Linked DNA regions of Mus musculus: region 2 is linked to region 1. Evidence: chromatin contacts called from public promoter capture Hi-C data. All regions are on one chromosome and are shown on one strand. Each heading gives the region's core, a stretch centred on a gene start, on an enhancer-like site or on the middle of the called end of the contact. The rest is flanking DNA. Distances are from core to core; before and after follow the strand shown.

The links. Promoter capture Hi-C pulls out the DNA fragments that hold promoters and counts their contacts.
Region 2: a promoter capture Hi-C map of pre-B cells shows a contact between it and region 1. The contact joins two enhancer-like sites. A contact is called at or near these places in 2 of 39 promoter capture datasets (cranial neural crest and pre-B cells).

The regions. Positions count from the first base shown.
Region 1 is chr7:75,667,037-75,671,129 of GRCm38.p6, reverse strand. All of the region lies in intron 10 of Akap13 (A kinase (PRKA) anchor protein 13), which reads right to left. Among named protein-coding and RNA genes, the nearest start is that of AU020206, 110 kb to the left of the region's middle. Within about 2 kb of position 1,444, at least 106 of the 459 cell types and tissues checked have an H3K27ac peak or open chromatin away from gene starts, as enhancers often do. A contact at or near this core is called in pre-B cells, where this site is marked.
Region 2 is chr7:78,710,151-78,714,341 of GRCm38.p6, reverse strand. E430016F16Rik (RIKEN cDNA E430016F16 gene) reads left to right here. Exons shown (of 11, transcript NR_015542.2): 2 at 61-241; 3 at 1,816-2,123; 4 at 3,343-3,400. Among named protein-coding and RNA genes, the nearest start is that of E430016F16Rik, 6.0 kb to the left of the region's middle. Within about 2 kb of position 1,596, at least 6 of the 459 cell types and tissues checked have an H3K27ac peak or open chromatin away from gene starts, as enhancers often do. A contact at or near this core is called in pre-B cells, where this site is marked.

The sequences.
Region 1 (4,093 bases), core at 195-2,694:
CCAAACCTCACTCCCAGGGCTGTAAAGGAGAAACACTATTCTTCAGATTTATATGCCATCTATGTGACATTATATATGCCATTTATATGAGAATCTCAATCAGAGAAAAATCTTTGATGGGGAATATTTTTTGTTCCTTCTGATGGGTTGGTCATTGAGAAGGGATGCCTTGTAAAGAGACTTTCCATGGTTATACTTATATAGCCTATGTGTTCATGCAGCTCCAGGTTACAAAGGTAGTGGGTGTGTTTATCAAAAACGACCAAGCTAGGTGGTGGTGGTGCGCGTGGTTAATTTGAGCACTCGGAAGGTAGAAGAAGGCAGATTTTGAGGTCAGCCTTGTCTACAGAACAAGTTCCAGAACAGTCTGGTCTACCCAGAAAAACCCTGCCTTAAAAAGCCGACTGACTAACCAACCAACCAACCAACCATCAACCAAAGCCAGACAGTGGCAGTGCATGCCTTTAATTCCAGCACTTCTAGCAACTAGAGGCGGAGGAAGCAGGTGAATCTCTGTGAGTTCTAAGACAGACTTGTCTACAGAGCAGATTCTAGTATAGGCTACACAAAATGGCTCTGTCTTGAAAAACCAGAAACAAATGAATTTTTAGGGTTTATATACACAAGTTATACATATATTTATATATAGTGTGTCTCCCTCAAATTCATCAACCTTAGAAGAATACTGATTCTAAGAATTTACACCTGTGTACGGAAATATCTGTAATTTGTTTTGAAATCTATCATCAAGTTTAGGAAGATGGGGTAAAGAGAACACACTTATGTAGTAAGTAAACATAATAAAAATGATGGCGGCTGGAAGATAAATGGATGGGTGCTCTGTGCAAAATTCAACAGTCCTTTTTTTTTTCCTGTACTTTTATAACAGTATTTAGGGGGAAATACCTGTTTAGTTCTCTTAGAAAGTTATACTATCTATATCTGTATCTATAGAAAGATAAACACTATATTGCTAAACACAACAAAGACAAAACTACCACAAATTTTATACAGTTACTATAGCTAAAGGAATCATGTTTAATACTGCCAATAAATAGCCTTTCATTTATTCAGCTAGTATTTATTATTTATATTATACATAAGACATACTACTGCCTTGAAAAACAACTAATATTTTAAACACTCACGACATGCCCCAAGTCATGTTATGTTTTTATGTATTCTACCTAAGAATCTTAAGTCCTGAATCAGTTATTATTTTATGATTACATACTTTCTTTCTCAGATAGTTCCAAAAAGAATTGCAGGATTTCATCTCAGTTTAAAAACAAAGTATAAATTTATGCTGCTGATCTAAAAATGACCCTAGGAACAGGCAAATATTTGTAAGAATAAACATAAAGCCCTCAACACTCACCAAAGAGTCACATTTCCCAGGAGGCTCGTGTTGTTACTGAGACCTCGGAAGGGCTAAAGATAAATCCATGGCTACAGGAAGTGAGCTAACGCACCACTCACAGTTCACAGGAAAGCATGTGGCAATGGCTCGCCTAAAGATTCCCTCCAAACCCCAGAAGACTGAAAGAGAAGAACTTAAGGCCCTGGGAAGACACCAAGTAACTGACGCTGCACAGCACACACTGTAAGAATGACTTTAGGAAAGCAGAATCGAGGGTCTGTCTACCAGCTGGTTTTTAGAGCCATGCTGAAGAAACTGAAAGTAAAGCAACAAGATAGGGAAGAGATGTTAAGAGTCAGGCCTCGATGCAAATCTTAGTTTTTCTCAGTCACTCAGTTATTTTACACAAAATTGTTTACCAGTTGTCTTAGGGTTTCTATTGCTTTGATAGAATATCATGACCGAAAGGAACTTGGGGAGAAAAGACTTTATTTTACTCTATATCTGTATGACAGTCCAACACTGAGAGAAGTCAAGGTGGGAACTCAAAACAGGGCAGGGACCCAGAGACAGGAGCAGATACAGAGGCCATGGAAGAGGCCTACAGGCTCTGCTCAACACGGCTTGCTCAGACTGCCTTCTTACACCAAGGATTGCCAGCCCAGGAGTGGCCCCACCTACAGTGAGCTGGGCCCTACCCCATCAATCACCAATCAAGAAAATGAAGAATTGTCTTAGCCACTCTGGAACCCTTCTATCCCATCCCTCCCCCCCCCTTTCCTCTAAGAGGGCGCTCCCCCACTCCCACCCTGGAAAAATATGGAACACTTCACAAATCCTTCTGCAGGGGCCATGCTAATCTTCTCTATTCAAATGACTCTAGTCTGGATCAAGTTGACATAAAAGTAGCCAGCACACCAATCAAAACCTCTGTTACTTGTATGGTATGAGGGACAAAAAAAAAAAAAAAATCTGGTTGCTGGACTTATGAAATGAGATAAACATATATAGAAATATTCAGGTGAATGAGTGACTTGTCAATATTATTAAGTAGGCTTTAATTTTATCAACACTAGGAAACTCAGTTATTCCAAGGACTCTTGGTCATCCCCACCCCCACCCTGACCTGGTCCCAGGCCATCTGGACATTCCCACGCACTCATGAGGAGGTGAAAGTTCATTCACCCTGCCTGGCTTTTCTCTAAAGCACTGAAGAGTTTACAATGTAGGTGGAAGTTTGTCTGAGTTACAGGCTTCAGCTTTAAAAACAGTTGTTGTCTATTCTCCCTGGGAAAAAATGTGCAGTATCTAGCAAAGGTCCTTTTTATAAATTTTCTTCTGCACAGAGAGGGTGTAATACCAGTAACAAACTGTTCACATGCTATATATCTAAGAGATAGGCAAGCAAGTATTTCCTGAAGGAAAATTATTCAACTTAAAAAACAGAAGTTAAGCTGGAGAGACGGCTCAGCAGTTAGTTAAGAATGTCTGTTGCTCTTCCTAAGAACCTAAGTCCATTTCTCAGAATGAATGTTGGTAGCTTATACAATATGTAATGCCAGCTCTAAGGGACTCAACGCCTGCTTCTGCCTCCATGCGCACCCCCAGACACATACTTAAACATAAAAATAAATCTAAAAAATCTTTTTACTATTAGTTAGACAAGCACACATAATTGCTTGATAATTTTAAAACTATTTATTATGCAGCTCCAGGCATTATGAGCTAACTTTAGGGCTAGAATCTTTAACCTGACTTCTCCATGAGCAGTGAGGCCCATATCCCTCCTAAAAGTGTAATTTAAAAAATGCATTTGTGATGGGTTTAGGAACAGAAGGAAGGGAAAGAGCGAGGAAGGCAGGCAGGTAAAACAAAAAAAACATTGGTTTTTCTCTTCCTATATAGCTTTAAAGGCAAATCTTCCCTTCTTCAATCCTGTGAGACTTGGCTGAATTTCTACATCCAGCTCACAGTCCTTCTACCCTAGCCTCCTGAGTGCTGGGTCACAGGCATGTGACACCGTGCATAGCCAGCAAGTGACAAGACAGAAATCCCAAGGTTTCGCCATAATCTTTCCAAGGTCCTTCAGAAGACTGCCAAAGGAAGAGGGCAGAGAGCGTTAGAAAGGGGCAAATGGAAGATGGGCGCTGAGGGACAAAGCAAGAATTCTTGAATATTATGATAATATTTCTATACCATATCAGTTAAGACACGGGAGTAACACACTCACTGGTTTGGATAGCTGAATCACCCACTAACAAAGCTGCTCTCAGCATGGCTTCAAAGTTATGAAACAAGCAAGGCACTTCTTCATAGCTGCTACCACAGCTTTGCCCCTTTGGTCCTTACTATTAGGAAAAGCACTTGTGGCATGTAACTGAGTACAGTATGACCTGCCCTCCGTGCTGTGGGGAAGGCATCTGCTGAAAACAGAAACAAACCCAAGCTCCCAACCTCCATCTTCCCTAGCTCTTCACTAGAGAAAAAGGTCAAGTTCTCTACCATAGACCTAGAAAGTCCCAATTAAGCAGTCTGGAAGAAAGATGACGTCATCAGGCTTAGCTGTAAGTTTCAGGCATCCACACATTAATCAGAATGACTCTATGGTTAGTTTATGTATATGACATCATATGGTCTGAGCTGTGGTCCTTTCCTAACCACTGAAGGGTGTTCACTGTCATCTGACTTAGCTCATTCTAAAGGAACTCCCACGCCTTTTGACTTTAATGCAAG
Region 2 (4,191 bases), core at 347-2,846, 3.0 Mb before region 1:
TCCTCATTTCTCTGTCTGAGGTAAATAGAGGTATTTGTTTATGTCTTTTTATAATACTAGGATCACAGTTCTCTACTTCCAGCAGTCCTGACAGAGTGTGAGGGAGACTGTACAAAGAGGTCTGGATACCCACCTTCTGTGTTTTTGACTTTGGAAGTTGGATTAGAAGAGCCATGAAGTATTCTCCAGCTTTGGTACCTTGTGCTTTCAGGGAGAGTCAGCATCACCTCTCTGTTCCCAGGTAGCTAAAGTTTTCATGGCAAAAATGTGTTCATTCTAAGGGGCAGAGCAGAGGTTAGAACATTCCACTGCTGACATTCAACCCCCATGGTCCTAGATGTGATTGGTAGCTTTGAACTAAGAAGGGGCCTAGCTCTTACCTTGCCACTTTCCCTTCTATCAGTTCATACAAAGTTGGCTTGTTGGGAATCCCTTTTCTAAGCATTTTGGACCTCTTACCATTTTGCAGTTTCTTTATCTAGTAAATATTGATTAATCACACACTCCAGGCACCTAAAAACCAGTCACTGAGCCCCAAGCAGCTACAGATACACAAACCAATAAAATCCTTGTGCCACAACAGGTGCCTAATGGACAGACATGTGTTCAGGGTCCCAGGTGGCATCCTTGGGGATGCCACTGGAGGAGCAGATAGGGCCAATTCCAGGGTTCTTTGCCAAGGAAATGTATTTAACTCTGAACCTAGTGCCTCTATGCCTGTATATAACTGTTCCTTGTCTGGCAGAATCCTATAATCTCACCATTCAGTTTAAGGTTCTGATTTGGGGTGTAAAACCCTCTCTGTTATCAAGGTAGCTTATCCTAACCCTCTGGGCTATCCCTAGCAAGCAGTTGCTGTGCTGTCGGGAAACTCCCTCCTCTCTAGTGAAGTGTTTTTACCTCCTTTCTCCTTGGCCTAACACAATCTTGCTTTTGAGAGTCCCCTTGGGAGAAGAGAGCCAAGGAGCTTGGCAGTTTAAAAGCCCTGTAATTGCACTGTTGGTTTCTAGCAGAACCCTGGGCTTCCCAAGTTAAAGAAAGTTTACAAGGCCTCAAAAACAGCTCAAGTGCCAGTGGGCTTTGGAGATACTGTCCAGAGCAGGAGTGGGGGAGGAGGAGAAGGGGGAATAAAGATGCTTTATGTAACATCTTTAGGAGTCTCTAATCACTCTTCTCTAATGCCAGGAGAGGAGGCCTACCCAGACTTTAGGACAAGAGGTTTTAGGGATAGGATATTTAAAATAAATAGTAAAGTAAATTCTCTGGGGTTTGTGGATCTTCTTAGCTCAGTCAAAACTGTTTTCTATGTGTTTGCTGCGTGGTCCTTGTTCTAGGGGACAGGGTTACATCTCTGAGCCAATCAGGTCAAGTCCTTTCCATAGCTAAGCTTTTGCCAACCATTGGGTGATACAAATGAAGCACATAGATGAATGCATATATGGAATATGTCAGAAAGTAAGACATTGGAAAAAAGAATAAAGCAAAGTTGAAATGAAGTGAAGTGAAAACAAGTAAAGATGATGGTTAGGGTATCCCAGGGAGACTTTGTAGGAAGGAAACTTGTCCAGGAAGCCACAGAGAGGAAGGAATGAAGTAAAGAGTTGAGGGAGGGAGGGAAGGAAGGGGTGGAGCCCCAGGTTGCAAATGTGCTTTGCCTGTTCAAAGAATAGCTTCAGGCTTGGTGAGACTGGGGTTGGACATTAGGTGTGAGAGAAAGTGGGCGAAAGCAATGGGTTGGGGGAAGTCTGGACCTGATCCTGGGGGGCTTTGTGAAACAGGGGTAACAGTGAAGCCATGCCCCCTCTCTTCTTGCAGAACTGTAAAAGGGAGGCCAGAGGCTGAGAGCAAGGTGTGTTGGATTGGGAGAACTACTGGGAAGAACATGAAGAAGGCAGAGCAAAAGAAGAGGAAGCAATCCATGGTTATTTCAAAGAGAGGCAGAAATTTCTAGAAAAAACATGCCAGGGTTTCTGGTCAGCACTGAAGACCCTTTGAAGCTTGAAGTATTGAACTGAAAGGAACACAATAAATACAGTGATGCTTTTCTCTTTTAAGTGGCTAAGATGGGCCGGCCATGGTGTTAGGCAGTTTGTGGAGAGACATGGAAACATTGCTGTCCTCAGGTAGGCACCCTGTCCATTGTAAAGAGAACCAAGCCAAGCTTACAAGTAACAACAGACCAGACCAGTAGGAGGTCCTTCAGGGAAGAGGTGAGAGCATTTGTGAGCGGTGGGAGGGGCAGGGAACCCCAGCTATCCCCTCAAAGACATTAGAGTTGAAGACAAGTTGCCAAAGCTCCCTGAAATAGAAGTTTTCTATGTCCTGAAATAAGGATAATCCTTCAAATCCAATGAGACTTCAGTGGTGATCAAATAGGGAGGCAGCAGTGAGTTCTGAGTGGAGAAGGAATGTGACAAATGACAGCCACTGCAGCTGTGATTTAGGATGAGGGTTGGCAAATTAGGGCCCACAGGTCAAATTAGTTTCACGTCTATTTTTTCGTGGACTATGAGTTGAAGTTTTTTGTTTTTTGTTTTTTTACAACTTTCAATGCTTTGATGAAAATCCAAAAGAGGAATAATATTTCATGAAACATCAAAACTGCATGAAATTCAAATTTTAATGCCCATAAGTAAAGTTTTATTGAAACTTAGCTATGCTCTTTTGCTGACATGCTGTCTCTGGCTGCTTTTGCTCCACAACTGTAGAGTTTACTGTTTAGTTGTCACACAGACTGTATGCCCCAGAAAGCTTGGAATATTTACTGTATGGTCTTTTATTGAAAAAGTCTGCCAACCTCTAATTTAGTGGAAGGACGGAGCAAGCCAAAGGAGCACTGAGAACAATTTGCTTAGAGCCCAGTCTTGGTGCTGCTTGAGACGGTATGGTTGACCTCAAGTGAAGTCTTGAGGGAGGAGTAAGGTGAGCCTTAGTACTGAGGGAAATACTGGGGGCAAAGTGAACCCCAGGACCACAGACAGAGCTTCTGTGGAAGAGTAGTTTCTGCTGGGATCCAGGTTCTCGTTCTGTAGCAGAGCAAGAGAGGTGGAGGTGGGCAGTACTCTCCAGCAGTCCTTCCCAGATAAGGGCTATGCCTGAGCTTGGGTCCTTGACCTCGTTGCCTGGGAAACCAGATACATTAACCTTTAAAGAAAGATCTTAAGAGATAGGCAAAAAATCAGGGCCGGAGAATCTTTAGAGGAAAAGAGATAGTCAATGATGTTTTCAACTGGAGTCCCCATTTCCATGGTTGATGGTCCCTTTCTTTGGAGTTGTCTGCCTTTTCTTTCCTTTAGCAGCTCTGGCTGATGAGCTGATCTCTGACATTCCTCAACCCTCCAGATGTATCCGTGCTCTCCACTCTGCAGAAGACCCTGACTCTAGCCCCAAGGACACTGAGGTACCTTACCTGAACTCCCTTCAGCCTCTTGGTCTTTGTTTCTTTTCCATGGTTTCTTCATACTGCCCTCAAGGAAGAAAGGCCCAGACCAAGCCTTCCGCTGTGCTTTGATCTCTTCCCTTCTCAGTGCCCCCAGGCTCTTGCTATGTTGTTACGTGTCTTTCTTGTGTTCTCAGCCTTGTGTCCACTGGCATTTTCCCGGTTCCTCTTGTTGCGAAGGCGACTAATATTTAATGAGTTCCTATTATGGGCCAGCAGTCTACTAGGTGATTGTATATGCTGTTTCATTTGATTCTGACAACTGCCCTGAGGTAGGGTATTAGTCAGTCCTTTTAGTCACCACTGAAAGAGATCCAACTCACACTAGTTGAAACTGAAGAGGAAACTTATTGACTTTCATCATTGGGCAGTTCACCCATGAAATTCAGACATGGATAGACCCAGGCCCTTAACTGATGTCCTCAAGATCCTCTCAGGGTTTCACTCCTCTTATTCTGAATTGGCTTCCTTCTCAAATAGGTATGTAGTGTCAGAGATGGCTATAAATAGCCTTAGACTTGATTTTAACTTTTGTACTAATTCCTAAAGAAGGACATTCAACCACTTTCTGATTGAATTCAAGTCCTGCTCCAGATGGTACCCACTCTGGTACACCATTATTGGGCCAATAACCTTAGACAGGTCATAGTCCCTAAGGGAGAACATACTTCTCTTATTCTGTATTCTGTTAAATGGGCACAGAATTAAACTGACTCCCAATAGCTTACTGTTATACCCATAGATTAATTCAT